Linked DNA regions of Anser cygnoides: region 1 is linked to region 2. A link is a contact called in public Hi-C data. All regions are on one chromosome and are shown on one strand. Each heading gives the region's core, a stretch centred on a gene start, on an enhancer-like site or on the middle of the called end of the contact. The rest is flanking DNA. Distances are from core to core; before and after follow the strand shown.

Evidence for each region. Hi-C and Micro-C count contacts between places; a contact is called where the count stands out from the background.
Region 1: a contact with region 2 is called in a Hi-C map of liver, with 4 times the contacts expected there. The contact joins the promoter of SLC6A12 here to the promoter of WASHC1 in region 2. A contact is called at or near these places in 2 of 7 Hi-C or Micro-C datasets (both in liver).

Annotation. Positions count from the first base shown.
Region 1 is chr1:65,318,503-65,322,849 of Taihu_goose_T2T_genome, forward strand. It overlaps SLC6A12 (solute carrier family 6 member 12), which reads right to left and starts at 1,660. Exons shown (of 15, transcript XM_048059009.2): 1 at 1,414-1,660.
Region 2 is chr1:65,110,382-65,115,097 of Taihu_goose_T2T_genome, forward strand. It overlaps WASHC1 (WASH complex subunit 1), which reads right to left and starts at 3,383. Exons shown (of 11, transcript XM_048057996.2): 1 at 3,241-3,383.

The DNA.
Region 1 (4,347 bases), core at 410-2,909, 210 kb after region 2:
CACAAGACCCCATAGTATGCAACCACAGCAGGCCCAGGGCAGGGGGCAGTGACTGTTGTGCAGGCTGGGGGGACACCATGGGGACAGGACAGAGTCCTGGGCAGTGGAAATGGAGCCCTGCAGCCACCCCACTGGGGCTGCAAAATTCAGGGAGCACACAGGTGTGCATGAAAACCCTAACCTCTGCAGCACCTAAAATCTGAGCCTTGCAGACCCTGCGTAGACACAGGGCAGACACAACACACAAAATCAGGGCAGGCAGAGAGGAGGTTGCTGTCTATGACTGTAAGGGCTCTGTGCACCCCTGCCTGCAGTGCCTGCAACAGCGCATGTGCACGTGCATCCCACCCACCCACTGCATCCTATGCCTGCAAGAGGAGATGTGCCTGCTCTCCACCGCAGGGCACCACACCTTTCCTGTGGGCTTGGTGCCCTGCCCAGGAGCACTGGCAGGCAGGGAGAAGGCCAGGGGTTCATTAGCCAGCCCTCAGCAAGGACCGTATCTGCGCCCATGAGTCCAGCAATGCTGGGCTCTTGCAGAGCTGCAGAGGTCAGGTCCAAGGTTCAGCCTCTCGTATCAGCGGCTGTCAAAGAGGAAGAAGTGGGGCAATAACATTTCAAATGACATTGGATGAAAGCCCTGATTAGCTGTGATTACTTTAAAAGCACTGTTGATTTAAGGAGATGTAGATCAGGCATTATGAAACCCCCATGCGATCTGCCTGGGTTTGTTCACAAACGCACCCTCCGATGCCCAGAGTTTAGCACATGCACAGACTGTGCCTTCTCCATGCCCTCCCTTTCTTCACCCCTAACCAGGAACAGATGTGGGGACACCCTGAGCAGGAAGAACAAGCAGCACACTACTGAACACACCTCCTGGAACCGCAGCCCCAAATCCATGTGCCAGCACAGGGCCAGCATCTCTGCTGGGCAGCATGGGGGGAGAGGGCATCTCTGCCTCCTGCTTGCCCTAGCACCTTTCCTCGCATATTTACCACCACCTAGCCATCGCTGCCCTCCATCCCCATCTCTCTCTGCTCCCCTCTCTTCTCAACCTGTCTTAGGACTCCGCTTGCTCTGCTGCAGCCTCCAGTGCCACTTGCCCATCCTTCAGGCATCCCCATGCTCCACAGCTTCTTGGCAGCCCCCGGCGGCACTGCTGCCCGTTTTGTCCTACAGGAGACATTAAGGATCAGCCTCTCCCCTGGGCTGTTCCAAGCTGATTATTCCTCGCCGTCCTCCAGCCCTCTCTCCCTTTGCGTGGCACTGGAAGCTCTCCCCCGGCAGGGTTGCTGGCCCATTCCCCAGCACACAGCAGGCAGCTGCCTGTGGGAGGACCAAAGACACTGGCACTGCCGACAAGGCGTGCACAGCCACCAGACCTGCTCTGCGAGCAAATGCCCAGCTCACCTGCACCCGGCGAGCTCTGCCGGGCAAGCCCGTCCCGTCCCACCGGAGTCCAGGCAGGGAATCCACCGGGAGCCAACGAGATACAGCAAGAGTTAAGGCACGGACTCCCCTCTCTCCTCCTCCCGTCCCTCCCCTTCCACCAACTCCCCCAGCACGCTGTCACCCTGCTCGCAGGTGGGTGGCAGGGCGGTAGCAAGGGAGGTGCATCGGGGAGGGAGAACTTTCTCCCCAGCTCCCTTACCACATACGCCTCTCCAGACCTTGAACTGCGGCCCCGACAGGAAAGCAAGAATAGAAAGCGGCCGTGGTCGGGCAGGGCAAAGGCCCCAGGTTCGCAAAGATCAGCCGCAGCCACCAGCGGGTGGCTCTGGGGCCTTGGAGAGGTGGCAGCAGGGTGCGGTGCCCCAGCAGACCCCGTGGCAGGACCCCGGCTCGGCATCCATCTCAGTGCTTCTCGTGAGCAATGCCAGCAGCAGGCACTCTGGGTTTGCTGCTTTTCTCAGGGCAGTTCAGCTCGGTAAGTTTTTTAATGGCGGCTGCTGTTTTGTCTGTCGGTTTGCCTGCAAACGTGCCTGCCAAATTCCTATTGACTTTCTCGTGTACCCACACGGTCAAATCGGAGCAGCATGTGGGATCGAAGATAGGACATGTCCACCACATGATCCGGTCTTCTCACCAGTGTCAGCACTCACCAGATGAATATCCTCTGGTCACCTGAGAGCTGACAGCAGCCCTCGCCACCATGGAGGTGGAGGCAGTGGGTTTACATGCCTCCCTTTTCCGCAGAGGTTGTTTGTCATCTTGTCTCTCAACAAAACCCTCCCTAGGTGCCAAAAGTCAGTGAATCACATCGTATTGGAGCAATGCTGGATTGCCCCAGGGACATAACGTGCCAGAGACACGCAGGAAGCACTATGGGAGCCACCCTCGTGCCTGGCAGGATCCTCGGGACAAAGGGCCCAGCCCCGCACTGGGGGCTGTGAGGGAAAAACCTCCCCTTCTGCTCCGGTCTCTGAGCCCATGCTGCTGGGGAGCATGCGGAGGGTTCAGGGCGAGCACCGGGGGATGTCCCCAGGGATGGGGCCTTGGAGCCATCCTAGGCCCAGCCCTGAGGCCACAGTCCTGCTGGGGCATGTGGAGCCTCTTCCTGAAGCCTCACATGAAGACAAAGAAAGATGGCATGTCCCTGTCTCTGGGGCTAAACTTTCCAGACATGCCATGTTTCAATTTCCACCTCCCACTTGGGCTGTTTGAGTGGATTGGGACTGCCCTGGTCCCTATTGATGAAGGATGGTGCCACTGCCCCTCCTGCCGCAGAGCACTGGTGGCAGCCAGGGCAGCTGGGAAGAGGGGTGGGAGAGGTTATCCTGATATGAAGAGGGGATTGAGATAAGCCTAGGTAAGCAGGGCTGACCTGAAAACCTGATTTATCACTCTGACATATTTCACAAGAACATTGCAGCTTTTTGCAAGCTGTAGATGGGAATGACCTGCGGCATTCAGGCAAAAGAAGAAGAAAGCCAACATAAATGAAAATGTTAACCATCAATGGGTGAAAATCATTCTTCCTCAGAAAAAAAAAGGAAAAAAAAAGTCTGCTATTTCTACTTCTCATCCCAGAGAGTACCAGAAGTTACAAACACTCGGAGTTTCCCCCTAGGCTATAATTCATCATGTTTTTAAACCCTGATATGGATGTGGGGCAACCACATCCCACCACGGCAGCCTCCGCTTGAGGACTTGCCCTGGTGTCACAGCCCAGATCAAAGAGAAGAAATCGCCTTCTGACCAGCTTGGCTGTGGGGGTACAAGCCCAGGAGAGGACAAGGGAAGGGTGACAGGCTCCCTGGCCACTTGTTGCCATGTTTGCTGGCAGCCCCAACCCCAGCCAGGTAGTCTGGGCTGCACTGCTGTGACGGGTCTCCACACCTGGGACCTCCAAGGAAGGCAGCTGGCACGGCAAATGGGTCTCTCCAGGTCACATCTTCCTCCTCCACCATGGTCAAGGGCAGAGGACACATCCTGCACCCCAGCAAAGGTCTCCTTCCCACCCTGCTCACTGCCTGCCGGCTGGCCGTGCACCCTCACCTCCCTTCTTCTCTTGCCCTTTGAGGACGAAGCGTGGTGCAGACCTGGCTTCCACCTCGCTGAGCCTCCAGCCAGAGAAGCCACCACTGTCCTTGCTCATCCACAATGATCCAACCTTTTGGCACCTTTGCTACTGAAACTGAAGAAATGCCGTCTCCCCCGCGGACAGAGGGCAGCTGCTTGTTTAATCAGGAATTTGCCTTGCCAGCTGAATGCTGTATTTTTAGAGGAGTTTCCCCTAGGCATTCTTATAATTTATTTTTTATGTTTATGGTTAATTTCTGCTTAAGTAAGCCTGCAACTTCCTACAACAATTCCAGCGTAACTAATCGCAAGCGAACATAACCAAAGTAACGAGTGCTAATGAGGCCCTACAGAACCGTAGTGGGCTCAGCAGCTGCAGCACCGCTCCAGCACGGGGCCCCGCTGTGCCTTCCTTGGTGCCACCCACCATCCATGGCCCTTCCCAAGGGCTTGGGAGAAGGGTTTTGGAAGGCCTTTGGGAGCATGTGAAGGGAGAGACATCTCCTTATTCTACAGCACCCATGGCATGGGAGAGGACAAGGCAAAGGCAAATGGCTCAGGAGCTCAGTGTTGGCAACAGAAGTGGAGAGGACTAGAGATGCGAGGGTGACATCCACGGTCTAGCAGCCTCTCTGAGTCTAACATCAATGCTTGCTGGTGATCGGAGGCCGAGGAGGACGATGGAAAACCTCAGGCAGAGGACCCAGGTGCATGCTCACTTGCTCCTGCTTGTCCTCCCTGTCTCCTCAGGGCAGCCAAACCTGTCGGTGCAGGGCGCACGCTGTGACAGCAAACACCTCGGATTGTCACAAGGATGTGAAG
Region 2 (4,716 bases), core at 2,133-4,632:
GCTGGCGGCTGCGTCATCTCGCTGAGAAAGTCCTGTCCTCTAAGCTGAGGCTGAAAACAGCTTCCTTCAGCTAGATTCATACAGCTCACTTTGATGGACAGACGTTGATATCTACAGCCCATCAGATAACCTGCTCTGCTCTTGTCATCCTTGCCTCTCATCATTACTGGAGAAAATCAGGTGCTCTAACAAACAATTGCTCTTATTCTAAGGCAGCCACCTAAATTGTCCAAAAGGACTGTGCTCTCTAATTGCCTGCCTTCTCTTTCTCTCCCTGTTATAAAAGAAGGCTAAGCAGCTAGCTTAGCTACACCTACAACACAGACATTTAAACAAAGGCTGAGAGCCCCAGCCCAGGCATCCTGATGCATCTCTTCATTCAGTTTCCTAAAAGGGAGCACTTTGTTTTTGTATTCCTAAACTGCTGGCTGTGCCAAAAGTCCCTTTGAGGGCCATTTCCCTGCAGTAAGATCTCTAAAATATTGGAGTGTTCCACAAGCAGGCTAGCTGAAGCACTGCTTCAGAGCTTCCTGCAGAAAATTTTGTTCAGAAAAAGTGAAGAGCTACTCCATTTTACTATCAGAACACAGTAACAAGTACCTAATTCCAAAAACACGGCACTTTCCTGTTAATTTGCCCTCTAATTCTCTGTTGCAAAAATCAGCTTCAGTCTCCTGCAGAGAGAACTTCGCTGCAGCCCTAACCACTAACATATCTTGCCCCCTCAAACCCTAACTAGCAATGTTATTATTATTGTTATTTTTTTCCCCCCCTTCACTTTCAGTACCCAAAGTTCTGGAGTTTTACAGCACTCAGACCCCATATGCACTGTGTTAGCACAGATCCTGAGATATTTACTGAAAGCAACTGCCAAATCAAAGCAAACTCAGTACACCAGTTCCAGCCTGGTTTATACATTCAGAAGCAAAGGGAATACTTGCATTTCTGCGAGATGGCAGGAGGGGAAGTCACTCACTCACTGAAAGGAATCAAGCCTGGTTTTGTTTGCTAGAAGGAATATCCCTACAAGGTGGCCTGGATGACCAGAGCTGACAAAAAGCTGGGTCAGAAGAACCACCTGGAAAATCAATAACCCGCTGAACAAACTGCTGGATGGACTATTTTCCGACAAAGGTTATCTTGTGAAGGGGTCCGAGCAGAGCTGATTAGTTGCAGAAATTGCTTTTTGAGTGATAAAAATGATTCTCTTCAAGCTCATACACCACGGCCACGGGAAATATCACAATTTCAGACATAATCTTCCTCTTCCTCTGCACACTATCTTTAATCTTAAAAATAATAATAATAATCTGCTTTGCTTCCAGGCTTATCTCAGTACTGTTTCACCCCAGCCCTCAATTTCTACCCTTCTCTTTCACCACTCAGGCTGAGCATGCATTGACTACAGTTACCTGGTATTACCAAAACCCAGAAGCCAGGCTGCAGAGTAATTCCCAGAGATTATCTGCTGTCAGTTTTCTTGCCAACGAACTCCAGAATTGAGAGAAAAGAACAGCACTTTTTATCTGAAGGAATGAAGATTAAAAACTCAGTTTAGATATCCAGAGTGATAGAAGAAGGACACACGAGCAGAACAGGCTGTGCTGCTCTGGGAATGCTTCAGGCATTTTTCCGCCTGAGGGCTCTGGAGGCATGGTGATTTCCCCCAACCAAAGCGTTTCAGGAATAAAGAGGTGTATTGGGCAGCTTTTACATCCCAGCTTTGCTGCTCAGACAAGACAGACTTAATTAAATAGCAGGAGAGCTTGTCAGCCCCCTGCCAACCTTCCCAAAAGAAAGCCTAGTGGACAGTTGACTGGAGCACCTCTGACTCCCAGCACAGGCAAAACGCAGAAAGCCTCTACAAGGACATGCCAAAGTCAGCTTGCCTCCAGCCCTTGCCCCTGGCAAGAGCAGCACCATCCACTCCATTTCTTTTCATGGCTCAAGGAAGTTCTCCTTCTTCAGAGAACTGGCACGAAATAGGGACAGTTTCAGCTTCTACCTCATCTGTTCCAGGATAGGTCAATACGGTCTGCAAAACGCTGCCAGCAACACCCACTGCGCAACCCAACTGAACTAAATAGGTCATCTCTGGCCAACTCCTCGCTGACATTTGCCTGAATCACGTGAAATGTCACTACCACAGCTGGCACCATCCCACACTCCTCGTTGGAAGCGAGGCTGGAAGTGAGCAGGGTCAAGAATTAGCCTCCTCTCCCCAGGGTGAGAAGCCTCTAGGAAAATCCAGGTGCTTCCCAACCACTCCACATTTAAACCACATCATAAAAAAATGGGGAAAACCCCATCACAACAGGGCTTCTGTTCAGTACTAAAATAAATACCAACAATGCTCATCAGTGCTGGATGTGGATTCACGATGTTCCTTATGTCCATCAGCAGCCTTCCTTTGTATGCGCAGCCCGGTCTAACAGCCCCGTGGTCTTTTTACTGCTGGCTGACTCATACTTTATTTTGAACATAGAAAAATTAATACAGTAAACGCATTTATCACAGCAGCATTTGGGTTCACTTGCAAGCAGTGACAACACGGCTTTATTTAACAAATAATTACATCACCACAGCTACCGGGTTGAGAGTGGGGAATGTTGCCCTTATGCAATTTAAAGGCCACACGTAGTTAAACAGATCTGGCAGTACTCCAGACAGCAAACTGCGCTGATGCCCTGTTGGACTAGAAGCCTCGTGTTCTATAGTCTGTGGCGTTCGTTGACCTAGCTAATAACATAAACATTTGGTACTCGGAATGAGGCAGAAAACCCCACAACCCTGCCACAAGCCATTAGCTAACTTTCTGAGTAGGAATTGCTTAACCCACATCCCAGAGCCCTCCAACCCTCTATCTCAGGTGACTTTTTACTCTTTTTCTCTTCTCCCTGCAGGCCACGGCACCTAGCTCTGTCCCTCCGGGGCAGCTCGGCCCCAGGGCAGGAGCCCAGAAGCTGCGTGCTGACCCCAGGAGCCCCTCACACGGCCGCCACCGTGCCTTTCCCCGTGCCATGCCCCACCGAGGGCTCCCAGCCCGCGCCACAGCTCAGCTCTGAAGGACCAAGCCCAACTCCTGTCACAAACACCCCCATCGCCGCCCATCGCCGCCCCCCGCCGTTAACGGGCGGCCGTTAACGGTCACCGCCGCCAGGGGGAGGGGGAGGGGGAGGGAGGAGAAGGGCCCGGCCCCGCCCCCCGCAGCCCGGCGGCGCCGCTCCGCGCTCCCCTCACCTGCCGCCAGCCGGCCACACCCCGGCGACACTGCCCCGCTTCCGCCCCTACTCTCGCGTCACTTCCGCCCGGCTCCGGACATTTCCCCCCGCCGCTGCGAGCTGACGCCGAGGCGGGGTTACGCGCATGCGCGCGCGGAGGGTGGGGCGAGGGGCGCGAGGCTCTTGGCACCCCGAGGGGGAGGGGGCGTCCGCCATGTTCGGGGCACCTGGGGCCTTCCCGGTGCCCGCTGTCGCGTGCCCTGCCCCGCCTCAGCCCCTCGCCGTGCCCCCAGCACAGCCACCAGCCCTCGCTGGGGAGCTGGCGGAGCCCCTCAGAGCTCCGCTGGGCGCTGTGAGCCTGCAGCTCGCCTCCCCTAATGGCTGCCCTCACAGCGCGGGGGTTCGGTGCCCGGCTGGGACGAGCGGGGCGGTGGCTCGGCCCTCAGCCCGCTCCCTGCCCGCGCGCTGCAGTCACGGTGTGAGGGGGAACCCCACGGGTGCGCCTGCTGTGCCTGGCCGCGTGTCTGCTTCCACGTACCTGCCGCGAAGCACAGCAAACAGAGGGGGAATCTGACTCGTACAACTGCTTGCTTGTTCTGCAGTGCTTGTGTTTGGCGTAGGGCAATTTAAGTTTTGACTGTATAAAATAAAGTTATTTTTTTCGTAAGTACGTTCTCCTAGTCTGTTCCAGTGTCCCTTTTATACTCCCCTTTATGTGTACATTCAAGCGAGCAGCACAAATACTCATAGCAAGTGGATTTCAATCCTGCATCGGTAAATATTCCAACCATGGTTTGAAGGGGTATATGCTGCATGTGATGGAGGTATTTGCATGCTCACCCACTTCAGGATCAGAAACACTTCTTGGAAGCTTACTCAAACAGTTGAAACTTAGCACTATTTGAATAGCAAATACCAGCTTCTGAATGCACACAGGGAACATTTGTGACTGATACATAGCATTAAAAACAATGCTCAAAGAAAAAAAAAAAGGGCAAGCCTCTTAAAACAGTGGGCACATTTGAAGAAACCAGGATCCGCTCATGTATATTCAACTCGAAAAATGGTAAATCCATTACTTAAATTACCTGGTGCAGGTTTCTGGCTTGGTCCCGCTTCTTTGCAGGGGGAAGCGCAGTCAGAAATGCTTGCTGCAGGCTGAAGCAGAGGAGCGCTGTCAGACACACGGACCTCCAAAGGCAGTCAGCAGCCGGTGGCGGCAGCAGCTTGCCCCTTGCAGAGCCTGCAGGAGGGCACAGTGCTTGCCCCTGTGATGTTTTAGTGATGGGGCTGGCACGGCCCATCAGCGTGGAGAGCGTGAGGGCACAAGGCCTAAGAGCTAAGAAACCGGCTAAGAGCTTTGAAAACTCTCTGTAAGAGAAGGAGGTTATAGGGAATGCAAAATTCTGCCAAAAACTCCAAGCAGACAAAAAAGGAGATCTAGTGGAGTCTGAGCAAGGAGCATGTGTGTGGGTGTCGGGACCTGTCAAAAACA